Linked DNA regions of Ovis aries: region 2 is linked to region 1. A link is a contact called in public Hi-C data. All regions are on one chromosome and are shown on one strand. The core of a region is the stretch at or near the end of the contact, and the rest is flanking DNA. Distances in the headings are between cores, read along the strand shown.

Region 1 (2,913 bases), core at 148-2,647:
CAGAAAAGATGGTAGATAGAGGTGGAGGAGCCAGTGACAGATCTCCACCCATTCATTCAACGCTTACTGACGGTTTGAGAGTTCTGTGATGGAGCACACTCAGAGATGAGGGGTCCTGGGCCCTTGGAGAAAGAGGAGAGAAATGCACTGACTGTCTCTACCAAAGGCCACATGCATGGTCCCATGAGTCAGGGGAGGGAAACAAACTTTCCTGTGTGCAGACACTAAGGAAGGCTTCAGAAGTGTGGTATCTGAGCTGGTTCTGAAAGGTCAGTGGGAGATAGAGAGAGGGCACTATGGGAGGCAAGGAAGGACCTGTGGAAAGTTTGGCACAGAGACAGAAAGGGGCAGCAACTAAAACTGAGTTCCCCTAAAACTGAGTTCTTCTGCCAAGCTTATGGTTAACCTCCTTATCCAAAATTTCATCCCCTTTCTTTTCCTACACCTGTTACCCTTCCAGATTGAGGAGTATCACAAAAAGGGGGGGATTATAACCAAGCAGGACCCAATGGGGCCTTCCTGGGAAGACCCCCCACAACATGTCCTCTACCTGCCTCTCAGTTGTAGAAAAACTTCAGCCTCCTAGACTTTCCCAAAAAAACAAATTTAATTAGAGAAGTGAGAAAATGCAAAAATCAAGGAAAACAGTCAAGGAAGACAAAATAACTGTAGCTTAGCAATTAAACGAAGTCAAGGACACTTAGTCCCTCCTCAAGGGCTATAGGTCATGTTCTGAGCCATGTCCTTGAGCTATTTCACAGATAACTGAAACCCCCACCAGATGGAAGATGCTAACTACATGCTGACCACAAGCACGTAACCCCAGACTGGTTGGAACCAGAAGGTTGATGATGTTAATCCTTGATTATCTCACCACCAACCAATCAGAAGAATGTCCACAAGTTGATCATATACCACGCAACCCTCTCCCTCACCCTTTCTTTAAAAATCTTTCCTTGAAAGCCATCGTGGGGTTTGGGGGTTTTGAGCTTTAGCCACCTGTACTCCTTTCTTGGTGCCCTGCAATAAACGCTGCACTTTCCTTCACCACAACCTGGGGTCAGGAGATTGACTTCAGATTCAAGTTGGGTTTGATCACACAATAAGCCAGTTGCTCAAGTGGAGGGGGGATACTCTGGAGGGTTCTGATTCCAAACCCAGGCTGAATCTCAGCCTCCACTTGGTCCTCCTGGCTGGGAGGTAGAGGAATGAGTTGTTATGGGAGACTATTAAAGCAACAAGACAGGTTAAAACATGCCTACTGGACTCTGGTAAGACCACCCCTTTCTCAGTAGGAGATAATGCAATCAAAATTTCTCAGAGGCCCTGGGCTTTGAGGTAGGGAATCCCCAGCACCCAGGAGAGTCCCGTGGCTGGAAAGGTCAGCAGATGGTGGTGACTCAGCACTAGGAAGACCAATGTTTCTGTCCTGTTTGGCCGAAGAGCTCTGGCCAAAGGACTGTTGGCTCAGATCCCTAGTCCCAGAGACCTTTCTCCACCAGATACGGATTAGCTTCAATCCAGATTCCCTGAAGAAACTCAGAAACCCAAAGCACCTCTCTAGAATGGCTCTGAAGAACTACTATCAAGATAGCCAGTCCCCAGCCCTTGCCTCCTGCCTAAGGAGCACCTACTCTCTGCAAATGAGAGTGAAATCAGGCGGCTCAGAATCCTGCCTCCCACCTGGGGGAGCTCTGAGAACCAAATGAGGCAATCCATGGATGCCGGTGAGCTATAGAAAGTACAAGGCTCTGTTCAACGCCTAGGGGGTTTTCGGTTGTTATCTGTAAGGCGAGAGATGCTATACTAAATTCTCCCCCTCCTGTTTTCACTTCCTCTTCTTTCACTTTACCCTGGGAAGGGGAAAATCCTGTATAGATTAACAGCTGATGTGTAAAAGTACCCAAACAACATTCTTCAAGTGGCATTTTAAGAGCGTCCTCTGGTCACAGACACGTGACTGGGTTCTGACGTTTCAGACTCGAGACCTGAAGAACTGCTAGATCAGAACCAACTTGGGGGTGGAGGTGCCCATAGGTCCAGTGTGCCACTCTATTGCTCTCTCAGAGGGTCTCCCGCCTGTGTCTGGACACCTCTAAATGAACAGTAGGTGCTGTCGGCATATCCAGGCGGCCCCACTGACATTAGCTCTGCGTTATGCTAGACAGTGTGGACAGGCTCACCATCCTCTGGTCCTGGGTGGGGCCTGGTAGGAAGTCATGGGTACAGAGAGCCCAAGAATGCCCTAACCCTGCCAGCCTTTTCTCCCTTACACAAGTCCCCAAGTAAGCCAGACCAACCAAGGACAGCTCAATGGGATTTGCTGTCCCCAAGCCATGCCAGCACCAATAATGTCACCAAGATCTGGGGACAGTTCCTACATCTACTAGGGTTAATGATAACACATATCATAACCTATATGGGGAAGAATCTGAAAAAGAGTAGATACAGGTATATGTATAACTGAATCACTTTACTGTACATCTGAAACTAGCACACTATTGTCAACAACTCTACTCCAATATAAAGGAAAAATTTAAATAAATAAATAGAAATTACTACTAATAATAACTACATCTGTGCCATACATTTACTATGGAGTCAGGCCCTCGGGTGAGCCTGGCTGGGAGTGAACGATGAAGGAGTTAGTAAGAAGAAAAGATACTATCAGTGGGTTTGGGTGGTGAGGAAGCTGGGAGTGGGGAAGTATGGCTGGAGGGTAGCTCAGCCTGCCTTTGGGAGATGCCAGACCTTCACACAGTCATCCTGAATGCTCCCCCTGGTCTCGCCCCAGCCTCACAAATGCCTACCCTGCCATCAAGATGCAGCCCACCTGTGCCCACCTCCGAGAAGCTTTTCCCAGCACCTCTGTTTCCAGGTGGTGTGAGACGCTCGCCATCTGTGGTTTTTGCA
Region 2 (2,913 bases), core at 223-2,722, 63 kb before region 1:
TTACTTAAAAAGGGATCCACGTATAAATACGATCTACCATACTGCCAGCCACGTACACTGCATCCTTCAAAGCTATACAACAGTGCCAAGAAGCCAAGGGTGCTCAGACACTCAGAAACTGAACTGGAAAATTGAAAGCAAGGGAAGAAGAGAAGGAAGGTACGGACAGAAACAGATGCGTCTGATAGCAGCTCGCAGGGAGCAGAGTCCAGCCCAGAAAAAGTCGGAGGACTCTGTCATGACAGCGAGGAACTAAGGCAGTGATAAGCACCAAGGGGAAGTAAGAAGGCAGAGGGAGACACAGGACAGGAGAGCTTGCTTCTGGAGCAGGCATGTTCATTTAGCCAGTTTGTGCAGTGCGAGTGCATTTAAGCCTGAAAACAGCACTCAGTAATTTAAGCTATTATGTGAAGACCAATAAGCCAAAATAATATCCAAAGATATACAAATCTGGGTTACCAATAAGAGCTATGTTGTACCTCTGCATGTGATCCACACTTTTCCTGCTGTCCACACAATCTGTCCTGGGAAAGCTGCTGGAGACAACAAAAGAGGAAAAGTAAAGCTGAGCCCTGCATTCAAGGCGTCTGAAACACACGCTCAGTTGTGAGGACTAGACAATTACAACCATAATAGTGATGCAAGGCGTATATCCAGAACTAGGACGCAACCAGCACTAATGTCAGAGAAGGTTTATACAGAGACACAGCTTGCTTAGGCAAGATGGATGTTCAATGTCAAACAGAGGAATTTCTGTGAACTTTTGTGTCCCCTACCGTCAGCCACCCTCTGATTTTTCTACCTACCACCTCTCCCTCTTTGCTGCTACCAATTACCACTTCACATGGAGGCCACATCATCTGCGGTAAGAGCTCAAAGTCTAGCGTATAATGTCTTTCCATATGTGTTAAAACGTTCCTTTCAAAAAAAAAATTTTTTTAACCAGTTCTGGATGTTTAATACAGACAGTACGTGTCCTTTGATTGTGTATGATGTTTTCAAGGCTCATCCATGTTGTATCATGTATCAGTGCTTCATTCCTTATTGTGGCTGAATATTCCATTGAGTGGATATACCACAGTTTGCTCACTCATCTGTTGATGAAAGCTTGAGTTATTTCCATTTGGGGGGTATTATGATTAGTGCTGCTCTTCATAAAGACAGAAAGCAAATTGATGGTTACATAGGCTGGGGGGTCGAGGAATGTGGAGTGATTGCTTAATGGGTACGGTTTTTCTTCTGAAAATGCTTTGGAACTAGATGGATGTGCTGGTTACCCAGCATTGTGAATGTGCTGAATGACCTGTACAGTTTTATTACTGATTTATTTTTGGCTGCAGGGGGTCTTAACTGTTGCACTGGCTTTTCTCTAGTTTCAGTGTGCAGCTTCTCATTGCAATGGCTTCTCTTGATTTGGGCAGAGCAAGGCTCCAAGATGTGCAGGCTTCAGAAGTTGCCACAAGAGGGCTTAGTTGCTCTGCGGCCATGTGTAACCTCCCTGAACCAGGACATGGAATCTAACCCGTGTCCCCTGTATTGGCAGGAGGATTCTTAACCACTGCCCCACCAGGAAGTCCTGTACATTTTTTAAAGGTTAATTTTATGTTACGTGAATTTCCCCTCGATTAATTTTTTTTAAGTGCAAGTCAAAGCCTCCATTGCCACCTGCCTAAATCAGGGTCCTATGTGTGGGCTAAATTACAAATAGGAAATGTTAGATAGTTTAAAATAGATTGTCTGTAACATGTAGGTTGTCTTTCAAAGCCAAGATCAGACACTAGCTGCTTTTTGAAGCTTAGTGTGTGTGTGTGTGTGTGTGTGTGTGTGTGTTAGTCACTTAGAAGTGTCCAATTCTTTGTGACCTCATGGACTATAGCCCACCAGGCTCCTCTGTCCATAGAACTTTCCAGGCAAAAATATTGGAGTGGATTTCCAAGCCCTTCTCCAGGGGATCTTCCTGACCCAGGGATCGGACCCAGGGATCAAACCAGGTCTCCACTGCAGGCAGATTCTTTACCATCTGAGCTACCAGGGAAACTCACTGGAACTTGTTGGGGAAATACAATTAAAAATAAAATATTCTCCTCATTCAGAAAGCCTCTCCACAAAGGTAGTAGAGAAAGAAGACATTTTTGCTTTGAATAAGCATTAAACCAGAATGTGATGGACATTTCATTCAATCCACTAAGAAAATCACAGACAGAAGGATCTCTTACCCTTTTATAGCCAAGCAGTTAAAATCCATTACATCTTTCTTTTCAAGATAAACCCGTCCTCAAATAAGAGGACCTGACGTCATCATTTGTCACGCATGGTTCACCTAGTAATTCGGGTGACTTCACCTAGTGATTGGGGTTACTATCTGTGTTCACTAATAGGCTTCATATAGAGGGCAAGTACATATCTTGTAATAGGAGTTAGTTTTGGAGAGAGGCTCCTTCCTTCCCTCAGGAACTAGAAGACCGGGGTGCTGCTTTCCTTGGATGTTTACATTCCAAAGTATGGTTCCTTTGAGGAACATGAGGAAAACATCCCTGAGTCATATAGCTGGCCAATGGTTTATTGACCTTTTTAAAATATGCACTTATGTTTTGAAGAGACAGAGAAAGAATCTACAAGATTTCTAAAGCAATTGTTTCAAGAAAAGAGAGATGGGGGAGGTATCTCTTTCCTTATTTTCAAGAAGGAGAATTAAGTCTCTCATTTTTCATTTGTGTTTATTTTCTCTGATATCAGCAAAAAGTAATTACTCCCTCTTCCAAGATGCCTTTCCGTGGCACTTCCCACTTAGTATTTCAAACTGAAGTAATTTCAACAGGATCAGTATCTGTTTTCTTTCTGCACCCCTCCTGGTACCCAGCACACTGCCCAGAGCCAACACTCAGAAAAGGCCCTGGATGACAGGAGAGAACC

What was found. A called contact is a pair of places that touch in the nucleus more often than the background predicts.
Region 2: a contact with region 1 is called in a Hi-C map of liver, with 3 times the contacts expected there. The contact joins two enhancer-like sites. A contact is called at or near these places in 7 of 16 Hi-C or Micro-C datasets (blood, hypothalamus, liver and 3 more).

The regions. Positions count from the first base shown.
Region 1 is chr11:40,568,250-40,571,162 of ARS-UI_Ramb_v3.0, reverse strand. No RefSeq gene overlaps it. Among named protein-coding and RNA genes, the nearest start is that of CCR7, 32 kb to the right of the region's middle. Within about 2 kb of position 1,397, at least 4 of the 54 cell types and tissues checked have an H3K27ac peak or open chromatin away from gene starts, as enhancers often do. A contact at or near this core is called in liver, where this site is marked.
Region 2 is chr11:40,631,055-40,633,967 of ARS-UI_Ramb_v3.0, reverse strand. No RefSeq gene overlaps it. Among named protein-coding and RNA genes, the nearest start is that of KRT222, 6.9 kb to the right of the region's middle. Within about 2 kb of position 1,472, at least 1 of the 54 cell types and tissues checked has an H3K27ac peak or open chromatin away from gene starts, as enhancers often do. A contact at or near this core is called in liver, where this site is marked.